Linked DNA regions of Mus musculus: region 1 is linked to region 2. A link is a contact called in public HiChIP or PLAC-seq data. All regions are on one chromosome and are shown on one strand. The core of a region is the stretch at or near the end of the contact, and the rest is flanking DNA. Distances in the headings are between cores, read along the strand shown. Region 1 holds the start of Bloodlinc (Bloodlinc, erythroid developmental long intergenic non-protein coding transcript). Region 2 holds the start of Mpp2 (membrane protein, palmitoylated 2 (MAGUK p55 subfamily member 2)).

What was found. HiChIP or PLAC-seq counts read pairs in DNA pulled down with a chosen protein or histone mark.
Region 1: an H3K27ac HiChIP or PLAC-seq map of epiblast stem cells shows a contact between it and region 2. The contact joins the promoter of Bloodlinc here to the promoter of Mpp2 in region 2. A contact is called at or near these places in 1 of 39 promoter capture datasets (hippocampal neurons), 2 of 115 datasets of contacts at active chromatin or transcription factors (epiblast stem cells and pancreatic cancer cells) and 2 of 9 other capture datasets (adipose tissue and liver).

The regions. Positions count from the first base shown.
Region 1 is chr11:102,375,032-102,379,172 of GRCm38.p6, forward strand. Bloodlinc (Bloodlinc, erythroid developmental long intergenic non-protein coding transcript) reads right to left here and starts at 1,989. Exons shown (of 3, transcript NR_131196.1): 1 at 1,772-1,989; 2 at 1,272-1,390; 3 at 520-859. It overlaps Gm34253 (predicted gene, 34253), which reads left to right and starts at 438. Exons shown (of 3, transcript NR_166821.1): 1 at 438-566; 2 at 2,740-2,911; 3 at 3,645-4,141.
Region 2 is chr11:102,086,218-102,090,639 of GRCm38.p6, forward strand. Mpp2 (membrane protein, palmitoylated 2 (MAGUK p55 subfamily member 2)) reads right to left here and starts at 2,298. Exons shown (of 13, transcript NM_016695.4): 1 at 2,203-2,298.

The sequences.
Region 1 (4,141 bases), core at 739-3,238, 290 kb after region 2:
ATGACTTACTTTCCAGTGACTATCTGTGGAAAAGGCAGTGTTGGACACCTGAGGGCCGAAGAAGGCTTATGTGACCAGCCTCCTCTGTCCTGTCCCTGCCCTTCCTTGGAATCCCCTAGGTTTCCTGTCTCTGGCTGACCCAACCCTGTCTGTCCAGGCCCCCCCTCCCAGCCCATAAGGACCCCTTCCTTGTTGAGAAAATTTTCTCCCTGCCTATATTGATGAAAAAACCCGAGTTCTCCTAGAAAAGGGTCACACCCTAACAGGAGGGACAGCCCCTCCCTTCAGAACAGCTGCAGCCCCACTTGATCTGTCGTATCTGCTGAGCCAGATGTTTGAGGTCCTCAACCTGACAGCTGATGGCAGAGTCACAGAGCCCAAGCCTATGGGTGTGTTCCCTGCCCTGTGTATGTCTAGGGGAAAAAGCTTAACACACTGGCTTTGAGCCAGCTTGCCTTCCCACTAGCTGTGTGACCTTAACAGAATTTCCAGAAGTCTCTAAAGGTTCAAGTTCAAGAGGTTGTGAGGTAGAAGGACGAGGCCCAGAGAAGCTTGGTGGAGAACGGGTGTGAGTGTCATTTTAGGAGAGAGCCTCAGTTGGTGGTGGTGGTGGCAGGCACGCCCCGCTGACCCTCAGACCAGTAGCTCTTGCTGCCTTTGCTCAGGGAAGTGGAGGTACGCTCAGGCGGGCGCTCAACAAAATCCTCTCGATCTTGAGCTCCTGAGCCCAGGCAGTGGAGTGTCTCAAACTGGAGCCCTGAGCTGTGCCCATCTCAATCGCAGCTGGTGGGTCGGGTCTGGGGAACCCTCGAAGGTGAAACCTCAACTCCGTTCCTTCAGTCCCTGTGCCTCCGTCTTTCTGTAGGTGAAGGAGAGAGCAAACGGACAGGGCTCAGTGACTCAGCTGTCCCTGGAAAGGCGAAGGGCGAAGGGCGGAGAGAAAAGGAGGCCTCCAGGTCCAAACTCCCCTCCCTTCAGGCGCTCAGCTTGTTTGTTTTTGAACAGACCTTAGGGCAGCCAATCAGAGCTGAGGCCCCGGGCTTGTGCCTTTCCCCGCTGACTGCAACTCCTGGTTCCTGGCCAGTGAAGCTGGGGAAGGTAGGGTTCCTGGGTGGGGAGTAGGATAATGACTACGGGGTGCTCCTCTTTGGGGTCCCAATCCTGTCAGCTACCCAATCTCTTGAGGTGTCTTGTTTTAGAGGCAAAGTGCTGAGTCTGATGACAGCCTGGCAGAAGACAGAGGACGTGGTATCCAGCCTGAGCCTCCTCACCATAGGCTCAGAAAACAGGCTGAAGGCTTGTTTAGCTTCCACTCTTGTGACAGGAATTGGTTCCTTTATCCATCCAGGTGTCAGTCAGCAAGCGTTTGCTTTACTCATGCTGATGAGTGCTAGGAGCCACAGAAAGAGACACAAAAGCACAAAAGCCAAGCTAAGACTGGGTGGGGGAGAGTGGGGTAAACATACAGACGCTCAGAGTCCCTGGGGACCTCCACGACATAAAGTCCTGCAACATTTTGGTGGCAAAACTCCCAAGAGTGAACCGGGATTCCCTCCTGTGATTCAGCAGAGATGTAAACAGCTTACTAAAGGCGCTCAGTCAGCCACTGAGCACAGCTCACCAGCCTGGAGGCTCTCTTTCCCAGTGCAGATGGGAGAGCCCAGAGAACAGCTGTCAAGGACTACCGGGACCTGCTCCGTACAGACCTTCCACCTCCTCTCCCAGCCTAGCCTAGTCTTGGGGGAATGGACCCCCATGTATGCACACTCACCCAGGCTCATCCCTGCTGGAGGCTCCCACTAACTATGGCAGCACCCAGAGATGCTCTCTAACCTAGTCCCAAACGGAGGAAGTGAAAGTGCTGGGAGCAAGTGAATTCTATATCCTTAGAGAAAAAAGAAAGTCAGGATGGAGTCTGGAGAGATAGCTCAGCAGCTAAGAGCACCGGGATCCAGCACCCACATGACAGCTCACACCTATCTACAACTCCAGTTCCAGGGCTTCTGGCACTCTTACACAGACATCCATACAGTTTCCTGGGCAGCCAGGACTACATAGAGATAGACTCTGTCTCAAAAAAAAAAAAAAAGAAAGAAAGAAAGAAAGAAAGAGAAAAGAAAGAAAAGAAAATCTATGGTTTATTAATTTATAAGGTGAATAAAGTGGACAAGAAATCAAGTTCAAGGGAGTCGAATTGAGAACTCTCTCTCCTCTCAAATTTGTAAGAGGAAATATTGACGCGAGTAAATGTTCTCCCCTCCCCCAACCTTGAAAACTCCTTGGTAATTACACCACCTGGCCTCCAGGGGGCTCATGCTGTTTACTGCCCCTAAAGAAGCCCGCGAAGAAGGTCCAGTCTATCCCGTGGAAACAACTTTCTGCTCTGCTCATAGCCTAGCACCCCATAAAGGCACTCGCTGAACTTGCTCGCTTCTAACGAAGCTGCTGACTTCAACCCTTTCTCTCCACACTATGTTTAACCTACTCACCACCAGGTTCTGCACACACCCACGCTGCCCAGCTCCTCATTCGTTGTAGCATTTGACACAGGCGGCGCTCAGCTCTTGGGAATGTCTGCTTTGTGGCCCCCATACCATATTATCATCTCCATCTATTTAGCGTTCTCATTTTCCTCTTATCACCTCCCCACATCACTCCACCAAGTTCATCTTTCCTAATCTATCTTCGCCAGCCATTCTGCTCACTCATAACCTGGCCTTCTTCAATGTCCTTTCTCAGCTGACTGGTCCACGCATGTGGGTCAAACTAGCACCGGCAAGTGTATGTAGGACTCCCGCTTTCCTTAGCCGATTACTGCCAATGCCCATTGACTTCCATGTATGTACCCGGAGGATCTTCTGGCCGCAGTTGGCTGCAGTTGGAGCTTGTCGTTTCCGGTGGCTGTAAGTAGGTCAGTGTTTACCTCCCCGCCCTATAACCAAGAATTTCTCTCTTTATTGTTCCTTCCTTCCTTTAACAGGTTTGTATGATTGGCACAGGCCACCACATGTCGGGAATGCTCAGTTAGTGTTTGTAGAATGTGCTGCAAAGTAATGAAGATACAGAACAGAGGCTCAATTGGTAAAGCGTTTGCCTTGCAAGTACAAGGATCTGAGTTCAAGACCCAGAATCCATGTTTCTCAGAAAAATGGGAATGGTGGTGTATGTTTGTAATCCTAGCATGGGGAGACAGAGAGAGGCAGATTCACGGGGCTTGCTGGTCGTACAGCCTAGCCTTCTTGGCAAGTTCTAGGTCAGTGAAAACCCCTGCTTCCTCTCAGGAAAAAAAAAAAAAAAATGGCTGGAGCCAGGAGTGGTGGCACATGCCTTTAATCCCAGCATTCGGGAGGCAGAGGCAGGTGGATCTCTGAGTTCGAAGCCAGCCTGGTCTACAAAGTGAGCTCCAGGACAGCCAGGGCTACACAGAGAAACCCTGTCTCAAAAAACCAAAAAAAAAAAAAAAAAAAAAAAATGGCTGGAGCATGAAGAATAGCATTCAGAGTTATCATCAGAAAAAGAGGGCAGTTCTCAGTAGCTGTAATGAGGGCAGGCTAAACAATAAAATTGAAGATAAAATTACAAAAAAACAATGTAGTCAGTTGATCTCAATTTAAGATCACAATTGGTGTTATTTTCTATTCCAGCATCTGGTAGCACTTCATCCCACAATATAGAAACAATGTAGCAGGCAACACAGAGGAAGCTGGCTTAGACTGAAGAAAGTTGAAGCAAACTGAGGACAGAAAAGCTCTGTGGCTACTTGTAAGTGACCTACCTTGTAAGGAAACAGAACAATAGGAAAGTGGTGGATAACAGGTATTTATGAATGAGAATGGCCCCCCATAGGCTGATATGTTTGAATACTTGGTCCTCAGTTGAACTGTTTGGAGAGAATTAGAGGTGAGGCCTTATTGAAGGATGTATGTCACTGGGGTGGGCCATGAGGCTTCAAAAGCCTGATACCATTCCAAGTATCTGTCTCTAACTCTGATTGTGTCTGAGCTCTCAGCTGTCTCTGCTGCCATGCCTTTTTGATGCTGTCATGGACTCTAACCCTTAGAAACCAACCGTAAGTCCAGTTAAAGGCTTTCCTTGGTCATGATATTCTGTCACATTAGTAGAAAAGCTACTGTGGTGGTTT
Region 2 (4,422 bases), core at 1,048-3,547:
TCTCTCTCTCTCTCTCTCTCTCTCTCTCTCTCTCTCTCTCTCTCTCCACCAGGAGTTGGGACAGGGAGAAGTGAAGGGCAGCAGCCAGAAGCAGGCATGGAGTTTGCAGTCCCATCCCCATCCCCGGGTCTCCCAAGCTAAGCTTGGCTCCTTCATCCTCCGTGGAAAGGAGAACAGGGTGACCCACTACTCTTTCTCCCCTTGCCTTCCTGGGCATGTGTTACTGGATAAAACCCTAATTCCCCAGTTGCCATGACAACAGGAGGCAGTGGCTCTCAGCAAGGGTGGGGGAGTAGGGGGAAGCAGCTGGCAGTGCCCACTTTAAGACTAAATGCATCCCCACCACCACCACACGGGGAGCCATAGGGCCACTCCACCCTCCCAGCCTCTCCCCTCTCCAACCCAAAATAATTCTCAGAGGAGCAACTACAGGTTTTAATAAAATTCTCTCTCTCTCTCTCTCTCTCTCTCTCTCTCTCTCTCTCTCTCTCTCTCCTCTTCCTCCTCCTCTTCGCTCTCCCTCTCCCTCTCCCTCTCCCTCTCCCAAGCCTAAGATAATGACAGCTCCAGAAACCAAATGACAAAGGTGAGGGATACGATTCCCTTTCCTCCCGGATCTTTTCCAGAAAAATCGAACTTGCAGAGAGAGAGAGAGAGAGAGAGAGAGAGAGAGAGATGAGGGGAACCCCTTTCACGCTAGCACCACTGGTTAAAAGAAATGTCCAGGTTACACTGTGCCAGCGCCAGTGTCCCCTCTGTCAACTCCATGTCCTTATTCCTAGAGAGCAGGGGACAGCTTCTCAGGCCTTGGGCCATACTCCCCACTAGAGGTGCTTGCTGTGGTTCCTCTTTTCCTGGAGCAGGGAAACGGGGAAGAGCCAGGGAGGAGCCTGTGTGAAACCCTAGGCCCAGGAGTCCTGCCCAGTAAGCCTGGGTCTGCTCCCTGAGGAGTTGGTTCCCACGGCGTCGGCTCGCTCTGCCCCACCCCCACCCAAGCCTCTGAGAGGGCGGGGCCGCCCGTGCCCACAGGAGAACGGCAGTGCCAGGCAAGCTAGCCTGGTTCCGTGCCAAGGTCCCCGGGCCCAGTCATCACGAAACCAGCATCACGGCGCCCAAAAGCCTAAACCTAAGGCCCTCCCACTCCCACCTCCACACGCACATCCGCCACCAAGCTATCCAACCCCCGTCCCCCGGGTGTGTAGGTGAAGCCCGCCAGCTTCAAAGAGAGAGATTTCCTCCATCCTCCCACCCACCCCCGCTCCATCGGTGCAGACTCAGAGAGGTGCGAAAGACGAACGCCTGACAAAGGCACTTTGGAGCCGGACACGGTTATGGGGAGAACTGTAGATAACTGAGGACTGGAGGATGGGGTCTAGGGAGCCGGCGGACGTGCCCGCACTCACAATCAGATTGCCCCCGCCCCTTCAATTCAGCCCTAACCCGCCGGGCGCTAGGACCTAGGAAGGAGGGGGCGTGTTGCGAGCCATCAAAGAAGGTTCTTTGCTTGCGTGCCCGCCGGGACTAGGGGATGAGGTCACTGAATGACTGCCCCCCCCCACGTCCCCCAGGTCTTCATTCCCCACTACCCCTTAGTTGACCTAACTTTCTGACCCTGGCTCCTTGCTTCTGGTGCTGATTCCCTCTGGAATCCCCATACCTTAAACCCTGGCTCCAAAACCCTGCAACCTCCTGGACCTGGCCTGGCACTCTAGGTTAGCAGACCGCCCCTCTCCAGAACCCTCTCTCAGGAATGACTGAGGTGTTGGTCTCTTGGGGTGCAGGGTGCCAAGGGACCCAGTACAATCTTAGTCTAGCTCCCCCAGGGCCGGAAACGCCAGTAGCACGGCTCTTACGTAATGCCGGGATCCGAAGTCCCCCCCCCCCCCCAACCCAACACAGACCCTGGAGAGGCCGCGCAAATACCTGTGCTCCTCTCAGCTCAGCGTCTCTGTGTCCGGTGTCCCTCTGGAGCCCTCATCGCTGGCATGGGAACCAGCATCCCTGGGATGAGGGGTTCGGTTCTCCCTACCGGCATCACACACAGAGAGCCCAGTGCTGCAGCTGGAGAGGGAGTGGGGCGACTTGGGGAAGGGGCCCAGGAGTTTGGACCTGGAGAATAGGATCCCCAAGTGTAGGTGATAGGTCGAAAAGGAGGCAAGGGTTCTGAGGTGGGTGCTGGCCCAGGGGCCTAGGAATACCTACCTGCGTTTTGGGGAGCCCCTAGCTTGGGGCGATTCCGCGCAGCCCGGCGCTCCGCGGTTATTGCTTGTCAATCGCTAGCCGCGCTCTTAAAGCGGCAAGGTCTCCTAGGAGCGAAGGGGCGGAGACAGAAAGGAGAGGGCTGGGACACGGAAGGGACGCGGCAACCTACGGTCCACTGTAAAGTAATCTCCCAGGAGCAGGCGGGTGGGCGGGGAAGTGGTGGTTAACAGGCACCGCAAAGCCCACGACCCCCAACTCTGAGCAGGACCAACGTGTGTTACTTGGCGCGTAGGAATTCTTTAAAAGGGCGATGATGTTTAATAAAAGAAAGGGGGGGAAACTGAGCGCGATGGGATCACCCCCCTTAACGGGACCGCTTAGTCCAGCGTACCAGTCCCCTGAACGCTTCGTCTGTCCTTTCCTAACACAGTTTTGGAAAAGCAAGGGGACATCAGGACACTAACTCTGGTAGGGGATAAGCCTGGGGGTGGCGTTATAGTCATACGGCACATGCCTGCTTCTAAGAAAATTTGAAGAAAAACAGAAAATTTAAGAGAGTGGGACTGTGTTTTTTCATGAAAGGGACCAAGATCCTAATTTTAGCCTTGACGCGGGAAGTTGATCCTTGCCTCTGTTTAAGGCACAAGAGCAGAAGAAACAGTCTCTCCCTCCTAAATCCCGTTTCAACAAATAAGTAGTGACGGCGTCCGGCTCCATTGGTGGGTTGAACGTGCAGGAGAGGCCCTAGATTCTATTTCAGGCAGCAAAACGAAGAAAGCAAAGGGTTAAGCCCGCTAGCCCGCCTTGCTCAGCCTCTGGCTCCTCCCAGACCTGCTAGTAAAAGATACTGCACAGCCTCAGACTATTGGTGGCCCCAAGTGGAAAACAGCCTTCATTCAGTCTGTGCAAGCCGGGGCCTTCCCTGACTTGGGTGCCCCCTAACCCCTCCGCTACCCTATGGAATAGGCGCTCGGTGGGGAGCGGGGCGTTTATATCTTCCTCTTATAACTGAGCTTCTAAGATCCTGGAAACTTGCTTGGAAATCTCGAAAATGAATTGACTTGAGGATTCATGTCTAGATGTGGTCCCAGCCGACCCTGTTAGCAAAGGGAAGCAGTTGGGAATTGGTGTAGGGAAAAGCCAGCGATGGGTCAAAATGCTAAAGGCTGTTAAGTAGCCCACGTCTCTTATTCCTTAGAGAAGAGAAAGTTTTGTAGCGACCCCAGATGGTGGTGGTTGGAACTACAGGCTTCTGTCTGAGGAAAAAGGCTTCCAAACTAGATCTTCCTAATTAAACTCAGGACAAGAGGTCTCCTTCCTCGGAGACTCCCTTGGATCTTACCCACTCACCTCTGCTTAGAGAATCTGTTTGCACTTAGTTGGGTGGGGGAGAGAAATCTTGATTCCTCCCAAAACTTCTCAAATATTACCCCCCATAGCAATTCACAGCAAACTTACTGCATCCAGGATCCCAAGGACACAGTGGGATTCAAGTTCTAATCCACCTAGTGTATTCCAACTCACTATTCTTACAGTCTGACCCCCCACCTATGCACACACACACCTTACATTTGATTGATAGTTTCCTGCAATAGTCCTGTGAGATTAGTGGATGGAAACATTTATCAACAAAGATTACTATGTTCCTGTTTGTTGAAAATGAGGCACCGGTTTCTGTGAACCTAACATACTGGGGCAAGGGTTGGGAAGAGGTGTGTCCTAGAGACACATAGCATGAAGACATGCTATTCTAGTGGTGTGGTTAAATGTTTTAACACATTGCTCGAAGCTGAGCACAAAGCCGTCCCTACCCAGCTCTGGACTCTACCGAGCTTCCTCTCCCTGTAGTTCTAGGGGCTGCACTGCCCCTGGGAAGAATGCTTGCTCCTGATGCTGGTCTGTAGTACACCTGTCTTTCTCAGAAGTCACAAGGGTGCAGGCAAGGCTTTACTTCAAATACTTTTTTAAAATTAATTATATATATATATATATATATATACACATACATATATATACATACATACACACACACACACACACACATATATATATATATACTGTAGCTATCTTCAGACACACCAGAAGAGGGCAATGGATCCCATTACAGATGGTTGTGAGCCACCATGTGGTTGCTGGGAATTGAACTCAGGACCTCTGGAAGAGCAGTCAGTGCTCTTAACAATTGAGCCATCTCTCCAGCCCCCAAACACTTTTTTTTTC